3 separate regions of the Sus scrofa genome follow, and all the other regions are linked to region 3. Evidence: chromatin contacts called from public HiChIP or PLAC-seq data. All regions are on one chromosome and are shown on one strand. Each heading gives the region's core, a stretch centred on a gene start, on an enhancer-like site or on the middle of the called end of the contact. The rest is flanking DNA. Distances are from core to core; before and after follow the strand shown.

What was found. HiChIP or PLAC-seq counts read pairs in DNA pulled down with a chosen protein or histone mark.
Region 1: an H3K27ac HiChIP or PLAC-seq map of skeletal muscle shows a contact between it and region 3. The contact joins the promoter of FILIP1 here to the enhancer-like site in region 3. A contact is called at or near these places in 7 of 47 Hi-C or Micro-C datasets (adipocytes, embryonic fibroblasts, fibroblasts and 2 more) and 1 of 2 datasets of contacts at active chromatin or transcription factors (skeletal muscle).
Region 2: an H3K27ac HiChIP or PLAC-seq map of skeletal muscle shows a contact between it and region 3. The contact joins two enhancer-like sites. A contact is called at or near these places in 3 of 47 Hi-C or Micro-C datasets (alveolar macrophages, embryonic fibroblasts and fetal skeletal muscle) and 1 of 2 datasets of contacts at active chromatin or transcription factors (skeletal muscle).

What each region holds. Positions count from the first base shown.
Region 1 is chr1:90,426,184-90,428,883 of Sscrofa11.1, reverse strand. It overlaps FILIP1 (filamin-A-interacting protein 1), which reads right to left and starts at 1,355. Exons shown (of 7, transcript XM_021092328.1): 1 at 849-1,355.
Region 2 is chr1:90,565,682-90,568,381 of Sscrofa11.1, reverse strand. The region is part of intron 3 of FILIP1 (filamin-A-interacting protein 1); the gene reads right to left. Among named protein-coding and RNA genes, the nearest start is that of TMEM30A, 72 kb to the left of the region's middle. Within about 2 kb of position 1,416, at least 4 of the 83 cell types and tissues checked have an H3K27ac peak or open chromatin away from gene starts, as enhancers often do. A contact at or near this core is called in skeletal muscle, where this site is marked.
Region 3 is chr1:90,496,268-90,498,967 of Sscrofa11.1, reverse strand. All of the region lies in intron 1 of FILIP1 (filamin-A-interacting protein 1), which reads right to left. Among named protein-coding and RNA genes, the nearest start is that of FILIP1, 70 kb to the right of the region's middle. Within about 2 kb of position 1,252, at least 11 of the 83 cell types and tissues checked have an H3K27ac peak or open chromatin away from gene starts, as enhancers often do. A contact at or near this core is called in skeletal muscle, where this site is marked.

The sequences.
Region 1 (2,700 bases), core at 106-2,605, 70 kb after region 3:
ATTGATCATGCTGAGCAAGTCTGATAAAACTGCGTGGCAACTCATAGAAAGGGAGAAGATATAACAGACAAAGGAGGATTTCCTTCACACCACAGTAAATGTGTTCATATACATACATGCAACTTAGGAAAGGATTTGTCCTCATATATTCAATTCAAGTTTTAAAAATCAGAATCTATCATATCTCTTATACAAGCAATTCCCCTATTTTTTAAAAGACACACATAACAGCATGGTCCTGAATAGTTTATATTCAAAGACTGCAAAAGTTGTGATTTAACGCCAGGCATATTCTGTGCCTGGTCAGAAGCACTTGGGGTGACCGTGACGTTATACGGTCCGATGTAATACCAGCACAAGGTGTACCAGTGTAATCAGAGAATCCAGCAAGCAGCAAGGCAAAGTACAGCAACACAAACACCAGGCAAGACTTTCGTTTACCACACCAGCTGCTCAGCTACTTTCCATACATGAAAGTTATCCTGCTTCTAGGGAAAATATCCCTTCCACTGGTTAGCCATCTTCATTGTGAAAGGACTGTGAAGTTGTCCTTTGTCATATTTCTGTTACCTGCCAGAAAATGATAACTTGGCAGAAACATTCTGATGGCTGTTTAGACATCCTAGCAATCTTTGTGTTGAAAGAGGAATCAGGTAATTCTGAGAAAGGGATGACTTTCAGAATCTTTAAAAGCAATTCAGAGTGACTGCCGTAATTCCTAAGTGTGTTATCACATAGGGGAACAATGAGAATCAGAGGAAACAGACAACACAGATTTGGAGAGAGCGCTCTCCTTGTGGAAGCAGAAATTGCTTAAGAGAGTAAGGAGCTGTGGCTTTTTATCTTACCTGACTGGCAGCTTGTCTAACCAAGGGTACGTCCTTAGGGAGGTAGCGTATCCTTTGAAGAACCCAGTGGCTTGTCCCACAGCCTGAGACTGGAGTCCTGGAAAACTATCCAGCCCGAAAGAATACAGAGGAAAAAGCTTTTCCCACTTTCTTTCCTAGGACTGGCCAATAGCTGAAGTCATGCAGGAAACTGGGTAGAGAGCAGGGGGGAAAGCAGCTTCTTCTCCCTGAAATCCCGATCAGCAGAAATTGGAGGCTGCTGTGTATCTCCCACCCAGACTTTTGTTTAAAAGTTTTTTCAACTGTTGCTAGGTGTTGTTGGGTTCTGAGATTAGGTTTCTCGTCTTCTGCTCCCTTCACAACACCGTCAGAGCAATGACTTTGTTGAGGAGCTGAGCTCGCGTGTGCTATATTTAACCAGTGTTCTCAGCAAGTCAAGCCTGTCAACAGCTGAGAAGTTTGGAGCTGTTGCTCCTCAGTTCCTCGGCAGCTGGGTTATCAGTGGACACAGCCCGGCTCGCCCAGTGAAAGATTGCAGGGAAACTGGCAGACCCTTTTAAGGACTGCTGCTCGTTACCCAGAGGTAATTATGATGGAAGCCCTTAGATGCAGACTGTGACTGGGGACTTATGTTTTAAAATCTGAAAAAGAAAGAGCAGCAGTTGTCTGGAACAGAGAGCAATGTACCGATATTTCTGCAACATTCTTCTCTGTTAGGCTTTCTGAGATAAATGTTCATAAATAGAAAAAGCTTTTAAAACTGTATCACAACTGTTAGAAAAATTCACAGCAAGAAATCTGTTCCAGGCAGTTTTTTACATGGTTGTGTGGCATTCGTGCACGTCGTATTGGACCAAACCAGCTTACATACCTGACTGTTATTAAAATAAGGTAACCGTGAAGGAATGTCTGTTAAGGGTGTGTTTCTGAAAGGAGTGAGGTTAAGAAGGAAAATCTTAGCCTTCTCACTCAGGTCATTCACTTAAAGCAAGAAATGGAGAACGCTCCAGAAAAACCAGGACTTGAGAACCTCCAGTGGTCAGAGCTTTGCCTCATCATTAACCCCAAAGTCTCCACAACCAGGAGTGGGGTCACTTCTACCCTGAAAGTCCAACATGAAGAGGGTCTCAAGATGTTTTATTGGTTTTATTCTATATCATAAAATAGTAGGAATCGGCCAAGATTAAGACTCATGAAAAAAAAAAATGTGTGTTTAAAACTAACTAACTAGTTTTGGGGACTGTCTTACTAATTACATATGTGAAAGTAACAGTAAGAGGAACTGACAGCCTTTTAGCCACAAAGTAGGAAGGAGGGGGTTCCTGTCATGATGCAGCAGAAACAAGTCCGACTAGCATCCATGAGGATTCAGGTCTGATCCCTGGCCTAGCTCAGTGGGTTAAGGATCCAGCATTGCCATGAGCTGTGGTGTAGGTCGCAGATGTGCTTTGGATCCCACCTTGCTGTGGCTCTGGTGTAGGTGGGCAGCTGTAGCTCTGATTTGAGTCCTAGCTTGGGAACCTCCATATGCTGTGGATGCAGCCCTAAATGCAAAAAAAAAAAAAAAAAAAAAAAGTAGAAAGGAACACACATACACACAGCATCACTGTCTAACACACTAGAATATTGCCCTGACAAAAATCTTACCAATGCCACTAAAAGGGTTGACCCCTTTCCTGAGATTAATTTATCAGCTTAAAGATATCCATTTTTTTTGACATGCAAACTGAAGTTGACCAAGGAGACAAGTAAAGACATAATTTTAAGATTTTAGGTGTTATATACTTGCAATAAATATACAGGAGAACCCTAATGCCTGTCACATTTCTTTTTAAAGAAATCACCTCTAAAG
Region 2 (2,700 bases), core at 167-2,666, 69 kb before region 3:
AATCTGACTAATACCTATGAGGCTGCGGGTTTAATTCCTGGCCTTGCTCAGCAGGATAAGAATCCTGCGTTGCTGTGAACTGTGGTGTAGTTCAGGGATATGGCTCAGATCTGGCGTTGCTGTGGCCATGGTATAGGCCAGCAGCTGTAGCTCCAATTCAATCCCTAGCCTGGGAACTTCCATATGCCAGTGCAGTCCTAAAAGGAAAAAACAAAAAACAAAAAACAAAATAAAACAAAATGCAAGTGACCAGACAGACAGGAGAAGCCCAGGTTAACTGCCCCCGGTCATACCAGTTTTCAGGACCGGCAGGCTGTGTTCGGATACATTTCTGGAGTTTTGACGGGACAGTCTATACAAGAGATTTTTCTCACTGGCATAGTTCCCTGTTATAAAATATTCTCCCCAAGAACTCTCCCGTCTTTCCACAAAGTGTAATTTTCACTGTATGTTGTAGAATTTGGCAAGCACTGCTGAAACCTCATCACCATCATCCTTCCTTCCTCTTTCTCCCTCCCTCCTCCTCCCTCTTTCTTTCTTTTGTGTTTTTAGGGCTGCACCCATGGCATATGGAAGTTCCCAGGCTAGGGGTCGAATCCGAGCTGCAGCCGCCAGCCTACAGCATGGCCACAGCAATGCCAGATCTGAGCTGCACCTGTGATGTACACCACAGCTCACGGCAACATGGGATTCTTAACCCACTGAGCAAGGCCAGGCATTGAACCCATAGCCTCATAGATACTAGTCAGGGTCGTTAACTGCTGAGCCAGGAAGGGTACTCCTCTTTCTTTCTTTCTTCCTTTCTTTCTCTGTCCTTTTTTACACCCATGGCATATGGAAGTTCTGGGGCTAGGGATTGAATCAGAGCTGCAGCTGCAGGCCTATACCACAGCTACAGCAACATGAGATCCTTAACCCACTGCAACCTACACTGTAGCTCCCAGCCACACCAGATCCTTAACCCACTGAGTGAGGCCAGGGATCAGACCCAGATCCTTTCAAACACTGTGTTGGATGCTTGACCCACTGAGCCACAACAGGCACTCCAACTTATATGTTTTAAGTCAGACTCCTGCAGTTATCCCTCAGTCCAACTAGTAACCATGGAACTCCAGAGGAAAAGATGGGGGCATTATTAATGGGGCGGTTGACTGAGATATTGAGAGAGACATCGTAGGGGCATCTGGAGAAAAGCCAGCAGAGTAGATACTGTGTTCCAGGGCAGCTTAGGGCAGGAGCTAGGCCTTAGCCTTGCTATGTCCTGCCTGTGCAAGCCTTTGAGATGGGCTCTTCTCAACAGCAGCTGTCCTGGGCTGGACCCTAGAGTAGTGGCTATTGTGTCTCTGGGCTGCGTTCGTCCCACTGACACCAGCACAGCTTAATCTCAGCACTGACTGCCTGATCAAGAAGACAGTCTCCTCCTGGACTCTGCATAGAGGAAGGGTGCTGAGACATTCGTGCCTGTACCGTGTTGTTCACCCAGGACTGCAGAACCAGACTATAAGCTGCAAGGGTGGTAAATTCCTCCTTAGCAACAAAGCATTCGTGTCTTAGGATCTAGCTTTCAGTTTTAAATGCTGGATGTAAGAACTAACCTACATAGCAATGGATCAGCAGCGCCAAACCCTGTTCCTTGTTATTTTGTTTGGAACGGTATCAGACCCTTGGGAGAGAACTGAGGTGGGCTTTCCTCTTGGATCTTTGTCGCTTTTCCAGAGACTCTGAAGACCACCTCCCACAACTGCGAGCTTTTTGGGCTCATCAATCACGTACACTGTGTCCCTTGGCTTTTGGTTTTCAGGCTCCAAACTGGCCGAACCGCAGAGGAACGGCAGTTCTTATTAATGAATAGTGAAAGTGAAATGGACACCTATGACTTTGGAAATGGGTAGCTCCCACTTGGCATGAGGTGGAAGGAAAATGGAGTGAGATCATCATAACACCAAGGGCCAAAATTTACTAAGACAGAGTGTACCTGAATCAAGTTGGTGGAGAAGTTCGGGAACTTGAGACAGGGAGGGATTGCCATATGTTTAAGACAAAAGGATCATGATTCAGGAAATGATGTTAGCTTGGGTCTTGACTGAGCACTCATGGGAGGAGGAATTTAGGAAGAGAGAAATCTACTTAAGAGGAGACGTGAGGTCTTAAAGACCAAACTGGATTTACCCAAAAGGGAAATAGATCTAAGTGCTGTTAAAATAAGGCTATTTAAAAAAGGAGCTATTTCTTTCATTGTTATATCAGAATGGGTGACAGAGGAGATAGAGATAGGGAGCAACGAGACTCCCCTGCATGTTAATGCAGAAATGTTTGAGGAGCACCTTGTGAAACTGCTGATGGTCTTTCTTGAGATCCAGCAGGGGGCCTTTCTCTGGAAGACAGCAACAGCTGTTCAGTCTGGTTACAGAAAACCTCCACAGGCTTAAGAATTAAAATCTGAGAAGATCAGGGTAGGATGGTGAAGCACATTTGAGTGACTTTCAGGGTGTTAGTTGCCATAGGTGGGCCTTGAGTGAACATGTCCAAGAAACTTGTAGATAGATGTAGATTTGGAAGGAGAGATGAGACAAATGAAAGGCGATTTGGGCAGGGTGGCAGAAGGAGCAGCCCAAGAGTGGGTGTGCTGTGATGGGAAGAGCCCTCTTAGGAGAGATGGTCTGACTCAAGTACAGAACAGGAGGTAAGCTATATGTTGAA
Region 3 (2,700 bases), core at 3-2,502:
TCCTCTAAGACCTCACTCATCTCTTTCTGGAAGTTTCCAAGTGGAAGGGGTAACTGAGTTCCTCAATGCTGCCCCAGAATCTTTCTGACATATCCCTCCATTTGCTGCCAATGGCCTGTGCTGTCATCACTGAAGCTGCTGTGAAGTTATCAAAGGCAAGAAAGAAGAGATCTCAGGAAAGGCGGAAGCCTCCCCAATGCTCAGATACCAACCAAACTTCACACAACTGAAGGCCATGGTGGGACCAGAATCCTCAGTGTTTTTCTCTTTCTTTTCTTTTCCACAGCTGCACCTGTGGCAGAGGTTCCTGGGCCAGGGGTCGAATCAGAGCTGCAGCTGCCGGGCTACACCACAGCCACGGCAATGCCAAATCCAAGCGAATCTGCAATCTACACTGCAGCTTGCAGCGACACCAGATCCCTAACCCAATGAGCGAAGCCAAGGATCAAACCCGCATTCTCACAGAGACAACATTTGGTCCTTAACCTACTGAGCCACAATGAGAACTCCCAGAATCCTCGATGCTTCTGAAGTTCTTACAATCACTGAAGTCACAAGAGTCCCAGGATAAAAAGCTTCATCTGTAACTGGACGTACCGATGTTGGGAGCAAGGGTGACTCCTGAGTTTTCCCAGAGACAGGAGAACCTGTGGGAGTAGCCTAGTTGGAAGCAGGAATAAGGGATTATAGGTCAACTTGAAGCAGCATTTGCTTAGAAAGCACACTTGTGGTTTAAAAGGTCAATATTTATTTGGTGGAGCTTTAAAGGGATAGTCATGGAGATTACAGGTCAGATAAAGCCCTGTCCCCAAACTATCTTTTTTTTTTTTTTTTTTTTTTTTGCCATGCCTGTAGCACACAGAAGTTCCTGAGCCAAGGATCAAACCCGAGCCACAGAAGTGACAATGCCAGCTCCTTAACCCACTGCGCCACCAGGGAACTTCCCCAAACTATATTTTGATGATGTTTCAGGTAAAGAATTCCTCCCTTCCTAACTTTATGGATTGTCATCTTGTGTCCACAATGTGTCAGAATTCTGATAAAGTTTTCTTGGACATTGGCAGAAATCCTTCAGGTATAGGTTAAGGGCAAAGGGCAATGACATACTGGGAAGTCAACTCTTCAGAAAAAGAAAAATAATCCCTGACTATTAGGTAGCATTTGCAACTAACCCTGGTGTAAATACACGCACTGTGGCCAACTTCAAGGTGCCAACATGATGTCACTGCACGCAGCCAGTGCCACTTGGCTCCAGCTCAGGAATGAGAAAAAGCCAAGTTAACTGCTACAGCCTCAATCCCTGGTTCTTGCTTTTCCATGCAGACAGAATCAAACTGGAGAAATATCCCTGCGTTCCTAAGCAAGCTACTATGAAGGCAGAAGTAAGAAGAAGACAGACGGTTCTCAGACAAACCCAGCATGACCAGTCGCTGCTTTCACTGAATCCTCTGTCTGTCTGCCCAGGATAAGCACATCCTGACCAGCCAAGCCTCTATCCAAGGACTGCAGTGTTGCAAAACAACAGACGGAGAAGCAGGTAGAAGGAGGATAAAATCAGAAGGAAAAGAATTTGTGTTCTTGAAGCATGTGGCCATCAGCTGGGAAGAAAAATATATGAGTTGGTATGAACAAACTTAAATGATCTCTGTAAAGAAAACAAGCTGGATTCTGAAGTGATGTCAATGTTTTGTTCTTGTTTTCTTTTCTTTTATTAGGAGTACAGCTTAGTTTATAAGGATATTGACTTTCTCATCTTCCTCACACTCCTCATTTCAGAAAACCTCTTGGCCAGAGTTGGGTCATAGGAGAGCCTGGGTCTGTGATATTTCAGTAACAGTTACTGATGTGTTGTTACAGTGAGGATCTCTGCAGAGATACTCACCATGAGGTAACTGCCTGGAACATGGTCCAAAGGGATGATATCAAAGATACATACAAACAGTGACCTTGAAAGCTTCTAATACTTCCAATGGACAAAGCAGAGCAGGGATCATTGGTCATGAGCCCAGTGGTTTGCTGAGAATATATTTGAGCTGAGGAAGAACTGTGTCAAGAATTAGTCATCAGCAATGTTGGCTAAGAGGCAACCTGGACATTCCAGGGAAATGAACTGCTCACAGGCCATTTCAAAGAAATTAACCACTCACTTTGTACCTCAGTTTCTCCAGCTACGGCAGGAGACCACTAACAGTTATCTTCTTCAGAGGGGTAAGCTATGAGTTTTCATGAACTGATTTATTGAAAAGACACATTTTAGGGACAAGACCTTACCTACAATGGCTGTCTTAGCCAAGCTGCATTGTAACAATTCCTTCATTATCTGTTACATTCTGTGACTGTGGCACGTGACCATCCAAAGACAATCGGTTTTACTGCCATGAATTCAAGAATATGCTTCCTCCAGCTGTGCATAGTCGTATGCCAGCCAGTAGGTCCTTTCCAGCAGAAAATATGAATCAAAGAGGATGCGTGCATTATCACAGGTTATTTGTAGATAGTGAAGCTACAACAGATAAAGTCAATGATTTTTGTCATTCACTGAGCTATGGGATAAACCCAACATCTGGGCTTCATACTTTGGAGCCAGGCTATTCACAGGCCATGGTGAGTATGCTCAGCCCAGGGATTTTGCTTTTTTCCTTTTCCTCTGCTTTATTCCACAGGGCTTTGATTAGCCAGCTTTATATAAATTTAACCCAA